Linked DNA regions of Gasterosteus aculeatus: region 2 is linked to region 1. Evidence: chromatin contacts called from public Hi-C data. All regions are on one chromosome and are shown on one strand. Each heading gives the region's core, a stretch centred on a gene start, on an enhancer-like site or on the middle of the called end of the contact. The rest is flanking DNA. Distances are from core to core; before and after follow the strand shown.

The links. Hi-C and Micro-C count contacts between places; a contact is called where the count stands out from the background.
Region 2: a contact with region 1 is called in a Hi-C map of skeletal muscle, with 4 times the contacts expected there. The contact joins two enhancer-like sites. A contact is called at or near these places in 4 of 6 Hi-C or Micro-C datasets (skeletal muscle, tail fin and whole body).

The regions. Positions count from the first base shown.
Region 1 is chrX:19,267,556-19,270,694 of fGasAcu3.hap1.1, reverse strand. No RefSeq gene overlaps it. Among protein-coding and RNA genes, the nearest start is that of LOC144383796, 10 kb to the right of the region's middle. Within about 2 kb of position 1,449, at least 2 of the 9 cell types and tissues checked have open chromatin away from gene starts, as enhancers often do.
Region 2 is chrX:19,312,388-19,315,363 of fGasAcu3.hap1.1, reverse strand. No RefSeq gene overlaps it. Among protein-coding and RNA genes, the nearest start is that of snapc5, 18 kb to the left of the region's middle. Within about 2 kb of position 1,658, at least 2 of the 9 cell types and tissues checked have open chromatin away from gene starts, as enhancers often do.

The sequences.
Region 1 (3,139 bases), core at 200-2,699:
TTTGTAATTGTTTCGTCATTTTGTTGTGATTTTAATGGAAAGTCGGATATGAATAGCAATCCAGCTGCATACAATGGTTTTCATTGACTTAACAATAGTGTTTATTTCACGGTCTCTGAACCGGGCCCCATGAGGGGAAGTGGATGACTAATTATATTTAAGTGTTGCTTTCTTCATAGAACATAAGACGGCTTGGGTAAAAACCTTAACGTTTTGAGCTGCATGGGTTGTTTTTAGCTGCAACACATTTCCTCAATAATCAAACCACATACAAAAAATGCACTTGAGCTTCGATAGGTCCAAGCCAGAGGTAACGTTTTATGGGCTATGTCAGAGTCTTGGATGCCAAAAGCAGAATTCATCATGCTATCTCGCTGCAAAATTTATGTCAGGCTTGGCAACTCCAAAGCAGTGAACCTTTACTCCCAATACTCACCTCGCCAATATGCGTAGGTGCAGCCGCTGAGGTGACATCTGGCTCATGTGCAGGATTCTATAATACCTCCCAGCAGTAATGCATTAGTTGCCTCATGGTAACGGTACACTACATTTTCCTTCGTTCCTCATGCTCTGTGCTGCAGTGGGGCCTCCTGCGTTGTAATAACGTGTTTTATTCCTCTATGGCCGTGCAACGTGATCTCCGTCTGACATTCCTGGACTTTTGTTTGTCTCCATTTCCACTGCGCTCACCCCACTACTGCTTCACCTGTCTCGGGCCGTCCCGCACGAGGCTGTCTAGCGTCTTAATATGCTGCTGTCTTTCATCTGGCTCCTGTTAAAGCCTTAACAGAAAGATGGTGAATGCTAACTACTGTCAGCACCTGGCTGTAAGAGAGGAGTGGTGCACAGAGGGAGAGGAGACAGGCGCGGGAACGGAGGACTTAGAAAAGTGTTGAGAGAAGGCCCATTGACTCAGTGGTGGAAGTATTTCTTTAATATAAAGTTTCAAAACTTTTGATTTTATGAAATTACCTGATCATGGAAGCAAAAATCCTCTTAGGGGCTTGAAAAGAAAATCAGTATTAAGTATTATTATTATTAAGTGAGATATCTGAACGGGCTCACATGGAACCCATGATTACATCTATTCATTTCACTGTACCCTATAACATCACTGAGTGCTTTAATGTAAAACCCTAATATGGAAAGCATCCACAACAGCTGTCAAATAAGAATATTGAGGTAAAAACAAATGTACTTATGTCTGAGAATTTAGCTTAGCTAGTTTTAGTACAAAGTAGAAGAAAACAAATACGGCGTTATTGTAGCCAGTGGCATCTCAACCCCTACGTGGATGTTCGTGTTCCCCCTGCTGTAATTCACCATCCAGAGCAAAACCGTGAATGTATCACACACGTTCATTTTCAACGTTCACTGCACGCTGGCTTCCTTTGTTATCTCGGCTGCTCTTGTCAGCCTGTTGCATGATGGCCCGGTTATGTCGACGCCCACCCCATCGCCGGCGGCAGCAGGTACGCGTGGCGGCGGCCTGCCAGAGCTGACGTGTCTGATGATGTTCTTACAACCATTAACTAATAGAAACCAGCCCCCCAGCTAAAAGGAGCTCTATCAGACGAGGGGATCTTGTCGTTAGGAGGCCTGAACATACAGACCGACGCAGTCGCCGAGCACTTCTCCCCTCTCCTCGCTGGCATTCCTCTAGCTCATTAGGCCTTTGTTTCTCTGACCTGTACGAACAAAACGAAGCAATCCAGGTGAATTTATATAAACGCTGTAATAACGGCCCTCAGGGCTGCTCAAAATCAGGATAAAAGGAGGCGCCTTGCGAGCAGAAAAGAAAAAGAAAAACCCTCATTACGCTTGCTTCTGCTTTGGTCCTGAATTATCCGACGTGCTGCAGCTTGTCACTCTTGGAAAGTGTTCAGACGCATCGGCTTTGCCGTTGTTCGTTCCTCCTGCGCCCCAGAGCAGGCCGCTGATTGAGGCCCTGAAACTGTCTGAATTGTGTGTTTACGTAATGTAATTCCTATTTCTAGTGTTTTATATCCCACAGGGCTGTGGTGTGACAGATGTTATTCTCCAGGATACCAAAGCAACTCGCTTGATCTGTCACGCCAGGCTCTCGCTGTCATGTACAGAGTAAAACGAAGGGCACTAAGGGTCAATTGGGTGCTTTATTTTTGCTGGGATGCGCGTATTTTGCTTGATTTGAGTCAAGGAGCGTTTTTATTTTGTTTTGACGGGACAAATATTTGTGAGTCCATCATGAGGTTACACCTACAGACACGGGCTTTGGAGACAGTAGGAGTTTGTTTTCATCCTTTTCATCTTTCCCCACAGCTCCCCCTCTTCTCTCCCTCCTCTAACTCCCCCCTCTCAGCAGAGTTTTTAATATCAAAGTGCACTGTCTGACAGGGGTAAGTCTCAAACAAGGGCTCTTTTGTTGGGTCTCCCTCCAACCGGCCAGGAACGACGACAAGAACTTGTCAACCCTCGTCCCGTTAGAAAGGAAGATGAAGAGAGGGGACCGAATTGGCTCTTCGACAATGTACAAAACGGATTATTTCGGCGTCTGACGTTGGGTCTGAAACTGAATAACTTAATTTCCTTTTATTAAGAAGCAGACATTCTGTCAATATTAAAAAACACTATTCATTTTTAAGATTCCCCATATATTTAATATCACCACACACAATCTCTCTGTCTCTAGATGGGGGAGAGGAGGACGACTGTTTGCCAGTAAACAGAACGACATCAGCAGCCAGAACGAATAGAATTATTTATATCAGTATTCAGTTTGCCTGGTATTTACTCTCATGTCCTGTCATCTGAGGCTAAGCACGTTTACCCGGCAGTGGTGAAGAGTAAAGTAAATTTAATCAAGTCAGATACTTAAATTGAGGGTTACTTGTTGTCGGCAATGAAAGGATTAAGCTTATATTGTTTCCTTTTAACAGCTGGCTTGAGTTGAAATGCTGAAGTGCTAACTAAGACCTATTACCTATGCACCTCTTTGAGATGCCATCACCTACTGACTAAACTATTTACAATATTGACAATTATCTGGCATGAGGCAGCACCCTGCTGTGAGCCGTGGTTAGCAGAAGACTAAACTATGAGCAACAATTTCTATTTTATATCTCTGAAACATGTTGCTGATGTTGTGTAGATTCTGTCT
Region 2 (2,976 bases), core at 409-2,908, 44 kb before region 1:
ACACATCACCACTGGCTGCCTCCATGTAGCCAACCCAGAAAAATATCGCATTCAGCGTGCTCCTCCGTGGATGGACACTCCACACTCTTTCTGACATTCGCACCGTTACATCATGGAACCATAATTATGTTGCTGCATAAGTGCGGTGCAGGCCATCCAAAATCACTATTTTCACTGCTTTATACGTGGTACATGAAATATGCATATATGCCAGCTGTCTAATTTTAGCACCATCAATATGCACCACAAACTGCATGGCTGAGTGAGACTTTCCTTGGAAACGCACAATTTGATGTGAATTATCGGTCTCCTGCAACAGCAACAAAGTGGACATGAGTGGAAATGGGATCCAGCTCAGACGGCGTGGAGCACGGCCAGGCAGTCGGAAAGGGCATTTTAGCTGTGCAACTGAACTCCAAGCTTTTTCATTTACCATAAATCAGAGTGAATAGATGTACCCTAAAAAGGCCTGCGTAGACGCCGTCTCTGGGTTACAGACGGAGAGAGAAAAGGCTGGGTGGAGCAGATTGGGTTAGTGGGAGCCAGGGCTGTGTGTGGATCAGACTCCCGCTCAGCTGTCTCCAGAGGAAATCAAACAGGCCTGTGCGGTTCATTATTTTGTCGGCCAACTCTGCAGCAGAGAGCACTGGCGACATGGCCATTTACTGTGAGTCTCCACTGACCCCCCCGCTTAGCGCGGCTACAACCGGTGCACTGCGGCGTGGCTGTGCATTTGATGAAACAATTCTTCGGTCTTTAACTGAAGTGAGAGTCTCTCCTTACTCTCTGCCCACACACGTCGTCGATGCGAACAATGAGCTTTGCCACTGGCCCTTTAGATGCTGATATCTGGGAGGAGATGGGGGAGTGGGGGAAGGCCTGGAGGTTCAAGGTCTCCGTTGTTTGCTCTCCTCTCTGAATACAAAGTCCTGGGTGGTGACCCCATCGCCAGTATAGACTCGCAGTCTACAGGACGCAGCAGCGCACGCGCACAGCAGACCTCTCAACCTCAACCTCTGAACTGCAGTCACCCCACCTTTCAGCAAAAGAGCGAGACGTGCAGGCACGTTCTCCTTTGCACGCTAGGTCTTTTTATAGAACTCAACAAGAAATATAAAGGTAAGCAGGCCGAAAATACAAATTGTAGCACCTCTACCTTAACATATGGAGGCGGATGGAGATGCTGGGGTCAAAGCGAGCTCTGATAATGCGACGGACCTAACATTAAAGACGGGAAAGGAAAGAATGGCGGCGTCATTCATATTAATCCATTCTTGCACATCTCTATTTGTGAACACAGATCGCCTGACGGCTATCGGCCAGCTCAGACGCCAGTCTCCACGCTATCATCAGGGTCTGATGATCAGATAGCTCTCACTGAGCTGTCTCCAGTGGAGCGCGGCAATGTGGGTGGAGTTGGGGGGTGGGGAGTGTTTGATAGCTAGACAGTTTGCCGTCTGCTGTGAGAAACAGTCAAGAAATATTATATCAGTTGATGTGCATGAAGACAGAACGGCACCAGCAAGGAGCCAGCCAGGCACAGTGGTGTCTGGAGGCGTAGGTCAGCGATGTTGTCACCTGGCCTCCAGTGACATGCGCTGACTCTGTCTCCCCCATCAAGCTCAGCTTATTGTTTGCGTTGTCTGGGCTGAATCAGGGCCGGTGCAACTACTCGTTGGCAGTGGACAAGCAGGTTTGGGTGGAGCGTGAAGCTTGTAACGCCAACCAGATTAAAACTGCAGGCAAGACGTGTATTTATGAGTACGGTATTTACGAGGTGCTCTAATTATTTATTTTTCCTTCAGAAGTAGTCCTCAATGAACCACCATGTGTTTCATTGAGCCTCGGTCAATGCGACAGTGTTGAGCGCCTAGAATGCATACATCATTTTCAGTAATATCTTACTTAGTAAAAAATAAAGGCATATATTGCATCTGTGCACCGTCTTTATGATTATAGTTGTATTTCTTATTAGAAGGGGGCCAGGTGATATGTGCAATGGACTACTTTGCCGTTCAACATTCAAGCAACTGCAAGTGCAACAAAGAAACTGAAAGCAGCTGGCTGAAACATGGAAACATGTGATGCACTCTGTTAGTCAGTTTCTAAATTGTGACATTGTCTTAACACAGCAGCCTCAGACAGGAGAGAAACTTCATTGAATAGTTTCCCACGGAGATAATATTTGAACTGTGACTGATGAGGTGTCTGAGTATGTTCAGGCACGGCGTTAAAATGCTGTGAATCAGCTAATTGCACCGATAATTATGATGTAGAATCGGAGAATGCAATAAAGCAACAGTGTTCGTGCTTGGCAGAGCTGAAGGAATGCTAGCACGGGATCACAATGGAAGAAAGGGGAAACTCCCAAAATTGTGGTCATCTTCTTCGAATGCTGCCAAAGAGCGATTGCGACCTTATTTTTACTTTGGGTCATATGTTTAAAGGTTTTCGCTCACGGCTACTTTTCTTTCTACTTTCTTATACCTTTAGTCAAAGGTCCTCGATATGATTTTCACAGCAGTAATTCAGCAACAAACCACTATTTGTTCTAGTGGAGCATGAAGTCACTCTTCTTCTGTGTGTTGCAATTTGAGCATCGTTGTGGTTTCTTCGCACGGCCGCGGCTACCTTTTAGTGTAAGTTAGCGCTCTGCGGCCACAGCTGGTAACGCCAAACCGACCGACCGACGACGGCGTCGTCTCCGATGCTAAGCTTCGCGTTGTTTGCACGGTTATGGCTGTTAGCATCGTTAGCTGTGAGCCGCCGGCTCAGCCGTCACCACGTCGGGAGCCACGTAGAGGGAATTGATATGCAGGGGAATTTGTGTGCTTCCATAACACACTGTCAGAATGACACTGTTCATTCATTCACAACTTTACAGTTGTGATCAAAAGCATAAGCCGTTGAGTTATACATGTTCTTAAAAATTCCACTGTCACTCCACTGAGCTCGTAACTTCTAAGTGTAACTGCA